Linked DNA regions of Sus scrofa: region 1 is linked to region 2. Evidence: chromatin contacts called from public Hi-C data. All regions are on one chromosome and are shown on one strand. The core of a region is the stretch at or near the end of the contact, and the rest is flanking DNA. Distances in the headings are between cores, read along the strand shown. Region 1 overlaps SGCE (sarcoglycan, epsilon). Region 2 has its middle 92 kb from the start of COL1A2.

What was found. A called contact is a pair of places that touch in the nucleus more often than the background predicts.
Region 1: a contact with region 2 is called in a Hi-C map of fetal skeletal muscle, with 2.5 times the contacts expected there. The contact joins two enhancer-like sites. A contact is called at or near these places in 4 of 47 Hi-C or Micro-C datasets (embryonic fibroblasts, fetal skeletal muscle and subcutaneous adipose tissue) and 1 of 2 datasets of contacts at active chromatin or transcription factors (skeletal muscle).

Annotation. Positions count from the first base shown.
Region 1 is chr9:74,465,787-74,471,647 of Sscrofa11.1, forward strand. All of the region lies in intron 1 of SGCE (sarcoglycan, epsilon), which reads right to left. Among named protein-coding and RNA genes, the nearest start is that of SGCE, 5.1 kb to the right of the region's middle. Within about 2 kb of position 2,270, at least 6 of the 83 cell types and tissues checked have an H3K27ac peak or open chromatin away from gene starts, as enhancers often do. A contact at or near this core is called in fetal skeletal muscle, where this site is marked.
Region 2 is chr9:74,079,370-74,085,434 of Sscrofa11.1, forward strand. No RefSeq gene overlaps it. Among named protein-coding and RNA genes, the nearest start is that of COL1A2, 92 kb to the right of the region's middle. Within about 2 kb of position 4,477, at least 25 of the 83 cell types and tissues checked have an H3K27ac peak or open chromatin away from gene starts, as enhancers often do. A contact at or near this core is called in fetal skeletal muscle, where this site is marked.

The DNA.
Region 1 (5,861 bases), core at 1,020-3,519, 380 kb after region 2:
TTGCCAGGGCAGTTTGCCCCAGGGCTTCTACAGATTTCTTCCTTTGACCTCCAGTATACCTTTTCTCTTCACCTCACTAACATTTTACTCATTCTTCAGATCTGAGTACCTACTTCCCTACTCCCCCACACCTGCCCCGACTCTGGCCAGATCCTCTGCTTAGATATTCTAGTTGTGTTTGTAGCACTTATCATAGTTCTAAGGGCACATTTATATGTGTGATTAATTGATTAATCTTTGTCAACCCCATTAGCGTAATGGGTCTCAAAACCAGTCAATATCGAAAAAAAAGATGAATAAAAGAACTATTAGTAAGATGCCCATTATTTTTTCCTAGTTTTTCATTATTACTGTCGGCATTACAATAAACATCCTTATAATTTTATTTTTCATCACTTAAAAGAGGATATTTAGAAGGTGAACTCCTAGAAGTAAAATGACTAGATTAAAAAAATCGCATACATTTCCAATTTTGATAAGCGCATGTAGCAACCTGTTCTGTTTCCACTTCTGCAATACTGGTCTTTGATTAGCATCAACTCTCTAACTATAGAAACTGAAAGATGTTAAGAGTGCTACATTGATTAACTATTTCAGAGGAGAGAAAAGCCAATGTTATTTTACCGCACACCGAGAAACACCAATTTGCTAAGAAAAAAAAAAAAAAAATGAAAAACCTAGGGGCTAATTTTTTTTCTTCTGCATTCCAAGGTAAAAGATCAACTTTCCTTCTATGTCTATTGCTGAAGAAATCAGGAACTAAAATACTTCACTTCAACTGCTATAGGAAAATTAACTGTGATCTCTCCTTTCAAATTCATAGTGAACCCCAAATCTCCATAATAATCAAAGTGGTGACCAGATGAATGAGTGAAAAGCTAGAGAAAGGGAAAGAACTTACATTGGGGCTGCCTAACTCCTAAACATTTTTGAAATGAAGGGCTTCATTTGTCAGAAAAGAAAAAGTCTGCCTTCCATGTCACAACAGATGCCCTGGCGATTCCCGTGGTACAGAATGCCGAAGAGCTATTCTAAAAATCTGATTCGTCCAAGGCAATTAAGTAGAAAAGAAGACATGATAAAGATGGGTGCATTTAAGCGATAAAACACATTTAAACTCCTACTGCATAAATATGGCCTAGAAATCCTTAGATGAAGATAAAAAAATTAAAATTTTACCAAAGTCACCCAGAAAGAAAACAGCACTTCAGCTTTTACTAACATGTTGATTTTTGCAAGACTGTAACATTAATAAACATGCCAGCAACTCATGCTTCGAGGCTATTTATTCCTAAAATACCTCCTTAAAGTTTAAAATTTAAACACTGGGGATTATTTACTTTCCAAACCCAGGAGCAGGAGCGAGTACTGCATTCAAGGAATTGCAAGTAGCCGCCTGCAGATCAGGTGAGTGAGCGTTGACAATATTTGAGCATTTCTCTCTTGGAAATATGAGCTCAGCTCAGGAACGCCTGTGGCATCTTCAACAACTGGGAACCCAGCCATCACAACTTGCCCGGTACATTATTACAATCCCACAAAAGTACATGACACTTTTATAAAAGACAGAGAAAATAAGAAGAGGAGAAACTTGTACAGCATTCAAAATACACTTCACACAGTCAGGGATGGAGTGACCATATTTCTGAGCTAACAATTTGAGGGAGGAGAAAGTTCTGGGTGTGGAGAGAAGAGGCAGGAGTAAAAGAAGCAGGAAGAAGTTGGTTATAAAGATGACTGAAGAATGTTCTCTGCTTTCTTCACTTTTCTCATCAGAGTCCCCTTAGTTTTCAAGGCTCAGGAGTGAAAACATAGTTTCTGAGGAGTTCGATGCATTATATCACCTTTTAGAAGTAGGGTACTGTGTGCATACTCCACAAACTAATTTTGAAAAAATCACATTTTCAAAGTAGAGATGGTAATCAAAATAAACAATAGGCAGACAGAGAAGAAAGAAAAATCTGCCCCAAGCCATGTTTGAGCCGCTAAGATCATGCCCCTGAGGAAGGGAGAAACCAGGCTAACTTGAAGAGAAGTTAAAAGAGCACAGGGTCAGCAGCTACTTTTGATTGAAGGGTTTTCTTTTCTATTGAAAAGCTAAAAATTGTAACTGTATTGCAAGGACATATAAGGGGGACTGCAGAAGGGAGAATGGCCCACATTTTTCCCCGGTAAGAGGCTCCAGCAGCCAAAGGCTGAGCTCTCCTGGACCAGTGGCCAGCAGCAGTCTGCTCCCCCATTAACTCAGAGCGCCTCCAGCATCTGCAGCCACTCTGCCTGAGAAGCCTGTTCTCAGCAAGCAAGAAACACCAGGCAAGGACCAACTCTAGGAAGCAAGTTAAAGCCTGGATACTTTGCAAGGTGGCAAAAAATCTTTACTTCTCAGATTTTTATGTTTGAATTGGAATGAGAGGGGAAGGAATGTGTTCAATTGTCCTGTTGCAGCTATTTTCAAGTTGTAAGAAATCAACCTGCCACACACAGGACTATTCTTTTCAGACAGTTTATTGGAAAAAATAAAATGTTTCTAACACTAATATTTTTGCTGTCTTCCACTAAAATGTTATCACGGCCTTGAAATTAAATACTCATTGCAAGAAAGGTGAATATTTCTGATACTTTAAAAGAATAGACCAAGTAAAGGTGTTAAGTTTATGCTCTTTCTGAATTGCACCATTAGGTCTCAAGTTGAAATCCATTGCTGCCTTTCACCCACTGAAGCTAGTTTTGCTTCCCGAAGCAAACAGAAGAGAGTTTATGTCTTCAAGCTAAACATTTCCAGACCCTTTGAGGATACCTCCTATGACAGGATTGCCAGACCCCTCACCATCCCTGCGGACCGTTCTGGAAGTTATCTAATTTGTCAACGTCTCTCTTTAAATGTGACAGCCAGAAATGGACACAATACTACAGATGTGGTTAATTAGAGCAGGGTACTATTAATTTTTGTGACATATGGACACTATACTCTTACCGGAATCTAAATTTGATTTTTTTCTTTCCTTTTTTCTTTTTTAATTTTTTATTTTACTGCAGCCATATCATGCTGCTGGTTCATATCAACTGTTTTTTCTCTCAAAAATTGCCACCGTATAAAGTCACCTCTTTCCTTAGAATCATGAATTATGATGCATTTACTCCTAGAAAATATCTTTTTGGACAGCACTGTAGCCTACTTAAAACAGGTTAACTCTAAATTCTGTTATTTATTTGTAACAGTTATCCTTTTTTCAAGTAACCCACGGATTTGTAAAGCAAGCATCTTAGATCTTCACCAAAGTTATTCACAAAAATATTGATGAAGAGAAGACCCAGGGCAAAGGCTTGTGATCCTTTACCAGGGACTCTGCTCCCAAACCCAAACCCAAACCCAGTAACTCACACACCTGGCGGGTGCTGGTTCAGCCCGCCTCACACTCTCAAAGCAATTCCGCTAGTCTACAAAGCACAGCATCTCACACACCAGAGCATCCTAAAGCCTTGACAAATACTTAGCTGAAAGCAAGATTCACTTATCTTTCAAAGCAAAGTATAAAAAATCTACACATTAAAATAACAGTCATGTAAAAATATATATGCACGTGGAACAAAGACGAGAAGAGAAGGGACATCAATGGAAATGTCTGTTCCAGCGTCAGACTGTGGAGTGTTTTTCATTCAATACTGTCTTTAGTATAGTCACATTGCTTAAAAAATACAAGATGACCAGAATTTCACTTTGAGAGAATTTTCACTGGAAGCAGTTCAGAAGCAGTTCATGTGAAACAACTTTAAGAGCATTGAGACTCTGATCCTACCAACCTGAAAACCCCAATCGGAAAAATAGTCACTTGAAAAGACTTGTTGATCTTTAAAAACACCAGTTTCTTGTTTTGAATTTTGCATGGCTGCTTTGGCTTAATATTACTAGAAATCAGGGAGACAGCTAACTGGAGAACTGGATCTGGAAGTTTAGAAAAAGCCTGGATGTCGTGTGTGTGTGTGTGTGTGTGTGTGTCTGTGTGTGTGCGTCTGTGTGTGTGTGCACGCCTATGCGTCTATCTGTCCATGTTTGTCTTTCTGCCTGTCCATGTGTGTCTGTCTTTTTGTCATGTCTGGCTCTATCTCTGCAAGAGAGGTTGGAAAGGATAGAAGGAAAAAAAAAATCATGTTAATATTTCTCTGAAGCTTTGGACTGAAACAGAGCTCCAGCCCAAGAATCTCTAACGGACACATAAGCCCATGTCATCTGGCCACCTAGAGTCCTCTTTTAAACTTAAAGTAGGAAATAAGATCAACAGCAGAATTTACACTTGGGTGTTTAGAATGGAGATAAAGGTAAGTTTTAAGAAAAGGGGTCAGATGGAGTAAGTGGGGACAATAAAAAAGAAAAATAAACAAAGAAGCTGGTGATTTTGGAGAAAATGTGTTCCATAAATATTGTACTTATTACAATCCTAAACAATCTGAATATTTGGTTGAGAATTTTTTAACATGTCAGGGTTTCTTCACTGCTTAAACATTTTGTTTGGAGCCCGGTTTTTATCAGTAAAAATCAATGCCAGAAACAGGATATGTGTTATCTTTCTCTCTCATCAGTCTTTTCTGGTGCTGTCCCTCACTAATTTTCAATGTCTGAAAGACAAGTGAAAATTTCATTTTGCTTGGAAATACAATTTGTTCACCATACTAGAATCTAAACTAAATATATCACATAATCAAGTTTTTAGATTTATGGCAAACTCTTAAGTGGCTAAAATGATCAAGTACTAAGTCCAGTTAATATCTGACAACTGAAAACTTTATTTTCTTAAAAATAAATTTTTCCTACTATACTAAAATTTAAAAGAAATACATGTGGTAAATCAGCAGATTCATAGATCCATAGCAAATTGTCATTTAAAATAGATAAAATGTTCAACCAGAAAGTCCAGTTATTATCTGACAAGTGAAAATGCCACTTTTTTGAGCTATAATTTTCCCACCACCCTAGAAATTAAGTGAAATGTATAAGGTAAGTCAACAGCTTCACAGATACCATGGTAAATTGTCTTAAATAAGTAAAATGTCCAGTTAGAAACTCTAGCTATTATTTGACAAGTGAAAATCCCATTTTATTTTGAAATACAATTTTCCCACCACACTAGAAGTTAAATACAGGTGGTAAATCAGCAGCTTTATAGATCCACAGCAAATTCTCATAATAATGGATTAAAATGTTCAAATACAATGCCCAGTTATTATTTGATAAGCTAAATAATGTACATTAGCACCTCTTTTTGCTTTGTGTGTAACCTTGTGCAAAACAAATAAGAAACGGTCAACTCCGGGACCAAATATCCAAGAAAATTCAAGATTCACTTATGATATCAAATGTCAAAAAAGTATTTAAAATTCTCATCTATTAATTTGGGGGGGGTGGTTTTAATGTTTTAGGTAATACAAAAATGTTATCTCAAGTATTTAATCTGTTGACATTGTATTTTTGTTTTTATTTTATTTTGTTGTTTCAGATTTTAAAGTTTTATCAAAACTACCTATCAACTGACATTGTTTTTTCTTAGAAAAATCTATTTCTAAGCAAAGTAAAAATTACTTCTTATGTAGAATAACACAAAGAAATGTACCAAATGTTTACTACGTGAATTTTAGGATAGTGAGATAAGAGAAAACTCTCAATTCTTTGGTTTTAAATATTTATGCACTAATGTTGTTCACCTAACATTTTGATTAGAAAAAGTAATATTATTTCTTTTTTAAAAAGAATTATATATATATGCATATATATATATACATTTGCATTATATATATCTGCAGACATATATGTCATTTTGATAGTTAAGACTCCTTGGATAAAAAATAATGGAGGAAATTAATTTGAT
Region 2 (6,065 bases), core at 3,227-5,726:
GAAATATGTGCCCCATTTTGCAATTTGTTGCTCCATTCCTCCTACCCTTTCTGTAATTAATGGATATGCCCATTACCAAAATGCAGATTTCCTTTTAAATACTTAAATTTTGATTCCCGAATTAATTTAGGATTCCATTTCTTCTGAAGCATTGAAAAAAATTATCTTACGCTGGCAGGATGAATGCAACCATGTGTGCTGTGATTAATACAGGAATAAGAGGGCTAAAACACAGGGATAATTTCTTTTTAAAAAAAATTTTAATTATAGCTGATTTACAATATTCTGTTAATTTCTGCTGTACAGCAAAAGTGACCCAGTCATCCATATATATACATTCTTTTTCTCATATTATCTTTCATCATGTTCCATCACAAGCAACTGGCTATAGTTTCCTAACACAGGGATAATTTGAATACACTAATGTCAACTCACAATCTAGACAAAAGATTTTGCAAGAGAAACTCTGTGATGTCCAAAGGTAGAAGTAAGCATGACTAGTTTAAATCTCGAGTTCTCAAATCTCCTGTTTAGTTTGTGGTTCCACACTGCCTCTCATAGCATTTTCTACTTGGATAATTTTGTTACAGATATAAACTCTGGTGCCTTTGCTATTAAACCATATTGTTGTTATAATATTAGGAAGCTCCTGAAATGGCCTGTTTAGTCTTTACAAAATAATAATAATATTATTTTAACCACCTGTAAAATACAGTTTGCTCACTACAGTGACATTCATACTGGCAATTTTGCCTTCTACAATTTAAGACCCTCAACATGCTTTTAGCTTTTATGACTATGATTTGGTTTTAACTGTACACATAAAATGTAAATATAGTGACATTTGATGTAATGAATCAAATGATCTCAATGTACTAAACTATTGCCAAGAGAGTCAGAAACCTCTGATAACTACCTCAATGTTTTCCAGCCAGTGAACTTCCTTATCGACATCACTGCTAATATCATCTTGTCAGCTGGGGGCCTTTTGACAGAAGAACTTGTTAGGCAATGTCGGGTGGAAATATCACAGCAGTAGGGTCTTGAGTGGCTGTGCAGTTACCTAGACTCTCTCTGGGCAATCAGCCCTTTTGATAATAATTCTGAAAATTGATTCATGGGCTCTTGCAGCTGGAAAGGCTCTTAGAGATCATCTAACATAGCCAGACTCCTTCAATCGGGACCTGCCTCCAGCCACACGATAGATCTGGTTCTAATTTCATTATTTCTCTGAGTTGTGCTTGTATAGAACCTTTTCCTGCTCAGAATCCAGAGCAATAGCAGCAGGCTGAATATCTACTCCTATAATGCGTCCAAATTCTACTTCATGTCCATTCACTGAAACCTGGTATTCCTACAGTGTAGCTCTTTTTATTTAATCGGAACCACTGGAAGAGGAACTGGACAAAGCTAAAGGAAATTTGCACAAGAAACTAAGGCTGCACAGATCCAAGGATGAGCTGCCCACCATCCTGGCACTTTGCCTGGAAACTGCTAGTGAGCCGGGATTAGTCAAAGACGACAAACTGTGAACTGTCTCTGACATGAGGACTCTAAATCCTGCTCATTCTTCAAAACCCAGTTTAATATCTCATCCTCTCTATGGACTAATATTAATAATTAATATCATTTCCCCTGAGTCCCAAACACTTTGTATATATCTCTACTGTAGTTGTTTGAGTCTATCTTCCAGTGAGATAATACAGTTTATTGAGAAAAGTGACTATCTTATCAATTTTGTATCTTCAGTGCCTGGAATAGAATAACTGTTTAATAAATGTCTGAATGTGGAAGAAAATGTCAAAGAAAAACATGAAGAAGATAGCATACTCTTTTTATTGAACATCAGGAAGCATCAGCCAAAAAATGTAAAAATACATGAACTCTCTTCTGTCTTCTCTTTATATTCCAGGGGGGAAAAAAGCCTATAAATACAGTCAGACAATCCTAAACAGTGTAGTAAATTTGTTTCTGAAAATGTGGCATGTTTACATTGCCTCTGCACCTCTGATAACTCTGGCCAGTGTTATTTAAATGGTTTATTATTTGTTCAGATAATTCTCAATGCCACACAGCCTCCCATAAGGTTAATCGATTGCACACTTGAAATATATAGATGGATTGTAGAAAAGTGCCAACATTTTCTTTTGTAAATACACAACACACAACGTTGTCATTGTAAGTCATTGTATTTTCGTCATTTGAAAAACAAATTGACTTCAGGAGCCATTGTCTGTGGTATTTTGCTGCCGTTTTCCTCTGTTCATCATTCTGTACTGTAGTCTTCACAAAAGAACACTAGAGGGATCAGATTCTTAGTTTTTGGAGGCCTTTGTGTTAACCAAGCCAAGTACAATTATGGCTCTTCCCAGAAGAAGGAAAGAATAATGTTGGCAATAGGGTGTTGCCACCCAGAATCACACAAAAAGCTGCAAATGTAACCAAAATGGCTTTCTCAGGCTTTATAAACCCAGAAATCTACGTGGCATTTTCTATGACCAGAGGCAGCACTTTGGGAAATTACCTTTAGAAAAATGGTAGAGGTCTATCAGAGATTTGAAAAGAGCCTGCAACCTGGGGAGGGATAGAAGGAATAAATAAGCAGACTTGTTGTTTAATAATGCTGCCAATTTTTTTTTTTTTAACTTCCAAGGGACAAAATCAAGTAAATGTCAAATTTTTCCCAGCTGGTAAGCACATTCAGATTTAAGACTAAAATCCTCCAAAAGGAGTCGAGCTGGTAATGAGAAAGTAAGAAAAACATGAATCCTTTCTTTTCAAAATAGAATAGAGAAGCAATTCAGTCATCTTTAGTCTGGACACTTTTTCTTTCACTTTGTCTAAACCGTGGTCATTAACAATGACATAAATGGATGAAATAGTACAGTTTTGGTGTTTATGAACACAAGAGCTAATCAAGCTGGTCATCCAAGTCCATCAGAAAAGTGAGAGGGAAAAAACAAAACAAAAACAAAAACAATTCTTGTCTGCAGGGTCACACTGAAGCTTTCCTGTCAGTTTCAGAAAGACCTTGTTAGCTCCTAAACTGGTTCGGTTAGTGAATTACCTCACTGGCAGATCCTCTCATCTCCCTGTTCTCTGAGATGGTCTTTTCTAATTAAAATCAAAACCATATGACTCTAATAATCTGATCGAAATATTTCTCTTTTCAAAACTTTGCAGTTGCTCTTAATTGCACTAAAACCTGAAATCCAACTTAAAATCTATACTGGGGCTGTAAGTCCACATGTCAAATGTTCTCATGTCTCTGACCCAACTGCTTGATGCAGCCAGGGATGTCACTCAAGGCAGTCAATCTGCTTGACTCCAATAACATCCTGACATGATTCCCCTTTTTCCTGACTGTACCTTCTCTCCTCCAATAAATAAACACTCAGAGTGCAGCTGTGATGGCCTATTTTTGTTGGCCACGCCGGGTTGTCGTTTATAGGATTTGATGTGCAATGTATCTTGTCTTATTTCTCCTGCAATCATAAACCCCATGCTTTTTGACTCCTTCTTAAGTCCACAGCACTGACACAGCACCAGGGGCTGCATAAAAGTGGTCGATTCTTTCACTGGAGGAGCTCTGAGAGGAAGTTCAAACCTTTGTCTTTATAAGCCAAGAGTTATAATGTAGATTCAAAACTTTCTGGAAAAGCAATGCAATTCCCTTTAGCCATCCCCCTTCATCCCTCCTCTTGATTTGGTCCCTCCCAGTCCTATAAAAATGGGGAAAGAATCTTGGCTTTCCTATATGGTATGACTTTCCAACAATGTCCTTCCATAAAAGGGATGGGTCTTGTTTCAGAGCCAAAGGATCTGTCTCCAACAGCTTGGGCTGGGTGGTGGTGATTTTTTTTTTTTTTTTTAATTTCAGACAACGTGGAAGTGTCTGGAATGGTGCCTTCAGTCTCAGCCATCCTAGGAATTACTCAGTGTTTCAGGGCCCTGAGCCAGTAACCACCTCCCAACCACTGCCCAACCATCTCTGCCACGTTAGCTCTGACAGGGAGGTGGGTGAGCTGTGGGTTCAGGAAGACCAGAGGGATCGGGTGCCTGATGCTGAGAAACCCTCCACAGGATCCCAATTCTCAAAGGCAAAAAGCACCCACCCTCTTGTCCTACTTCACCCCTGTAGAGCGGTGATGAGTGAGTTGTTGAGACCTCACACTCATCTGGGCTCCTCAAAGTTTAAGGCACCAAGACCCTTGGAAGCAGGGCTGTGGCCCATCTCCCCAAGCACACTGACCCAGGGCTGTACTCATCCAGGTGGAGCTTCTTTTTCTAATTTGTCAGCCAACAGGGAGACTTTGGGAAGGATGCCTTTTATAAATTTCCTCCAGTGGCGGATACCTTACTCCAATTACTCCACGTAGAAAACCTACTTTTTGCTAATGCCCCCTAAGGAGCCATATAAAGTGGCAAGCTGACCTGGCCTTTCAGTGTGTAGTGGATCTTCACACACCAAAATGATTAACTTTGTAGGGGGAGGGAGGAGATGGCACACTGGTCCCCAGCTCTTGGGTCTGAGTCACCCCCTCTGTGGCTGTCAGATTCTCCTTAGCACAGCAGGATCTCCAACCTAGAATCACATGCACACCAGTAAGTTTGAATCTCTAATGAACTTAGGCCTGAATAAAAAGGTGAGGTTTATTGGGCTGTGTGGGTTCTGCCAAAAAAATGGATCTCTGGTTCCAGGCAATCTGACAAGATCTTGTTCCAACCAGCTTTACTGACCAATGAGAAGAGCTACCCCCTAGCCAGCAAGTCATAATGTGTTTTCTCTCTCTTGCTCACTCTTGCTCTCTCTCTCTCTCTCTCTCTCTCTCTCTCTCACACACACACACACACACACACAATCCACTGTGAAGGGGAATCAGGGTGGGTTTGAATCTTGCTTGCCTCTAACACTTATCCCTTGTACACCTTATCCATGAATATCAGTATCTCTAAAATGCAGTAGAACTGATATCAAGCCCACTCCCCCTGCCTCATGCTTTATCCCCACTTTCCTAATACTTTAACCTGGGAGTTCCACAGTCTCCCTTGGTAACCTAGTCTAATGTCAAATTACTCTTCTGGTCATGATGTAATTTTCCTACAGGCAGGAACCTCATCTGCTGTGCTGCACTGTGTCTTCAAAACCTAAAAAGCGCTTGGTACAATAAACAATGGTTGAATTAATGACTGTCAGGAATGCCCACTCTGCCTCCAGTTTCACCTCTGCTACAAACGAACTATAAGTAACCTCAAGCAAGTTATCCGAGCTGTCTTGGCTACAGTTTCTTTATCTCCAAAACAAAGTGTTTGCTGTAAAAGATTTCGGTTCTCTAAGACATTCTTTCTCAGTTAGAAGATTATTTTGATTTCTAGTTCTTTCCTCTGCTGAACTTTTATCATTTCGGGCACATCTCATATCAAAAAGACATCCTGTAGTGTTTGAGAATATAGGTTTCCAAATCAGACTGTTTGGGTCTGCATCCCTGCCCTCCCACTAGCTTTGGGATTTGGGGCAACTCTTTGACCTGCTGAGCCTGTTTCCTTATCTGTAAAATGGAAATAATAATCATAATACCTCAAGGAGCTGGTAGGATGAGTAATGACTAAATTCATGTAAAGAATTGGAAAAGTGTATGATAAATGGTAGGCATACAAAAACATTCACCATAATTATATGACTGTCTTTCATTCCCATGTTTTGAATTTAAATAACTAACAGTGGCTGGCATTTGGGACTTCCAAACAGCATTCCTGTTTTAATTTCAACCTTCTCTCTTTTTGATCAATGGTAGTCTAAATTCTACATATAGTAACCTAACTGAAGAGCAAGTATAAGGATAATTTAAAACATCCGGGGTGCAATATCCATCTTATTTATCGGGAATATGATTAATAGCATCTTAAAAAATCACCGTATATGTGTCCTTATGCTGATCCTAAGCCACAATCTAAGGACTTCAACGAGCGTCAGTCCATCTTTACCTCCGCATCTTGATTCTCATTGGGAAGATCTTTATCCCCTATATTTAAGATCAGTTTTATTGTTTTCTTCATTAAAATAT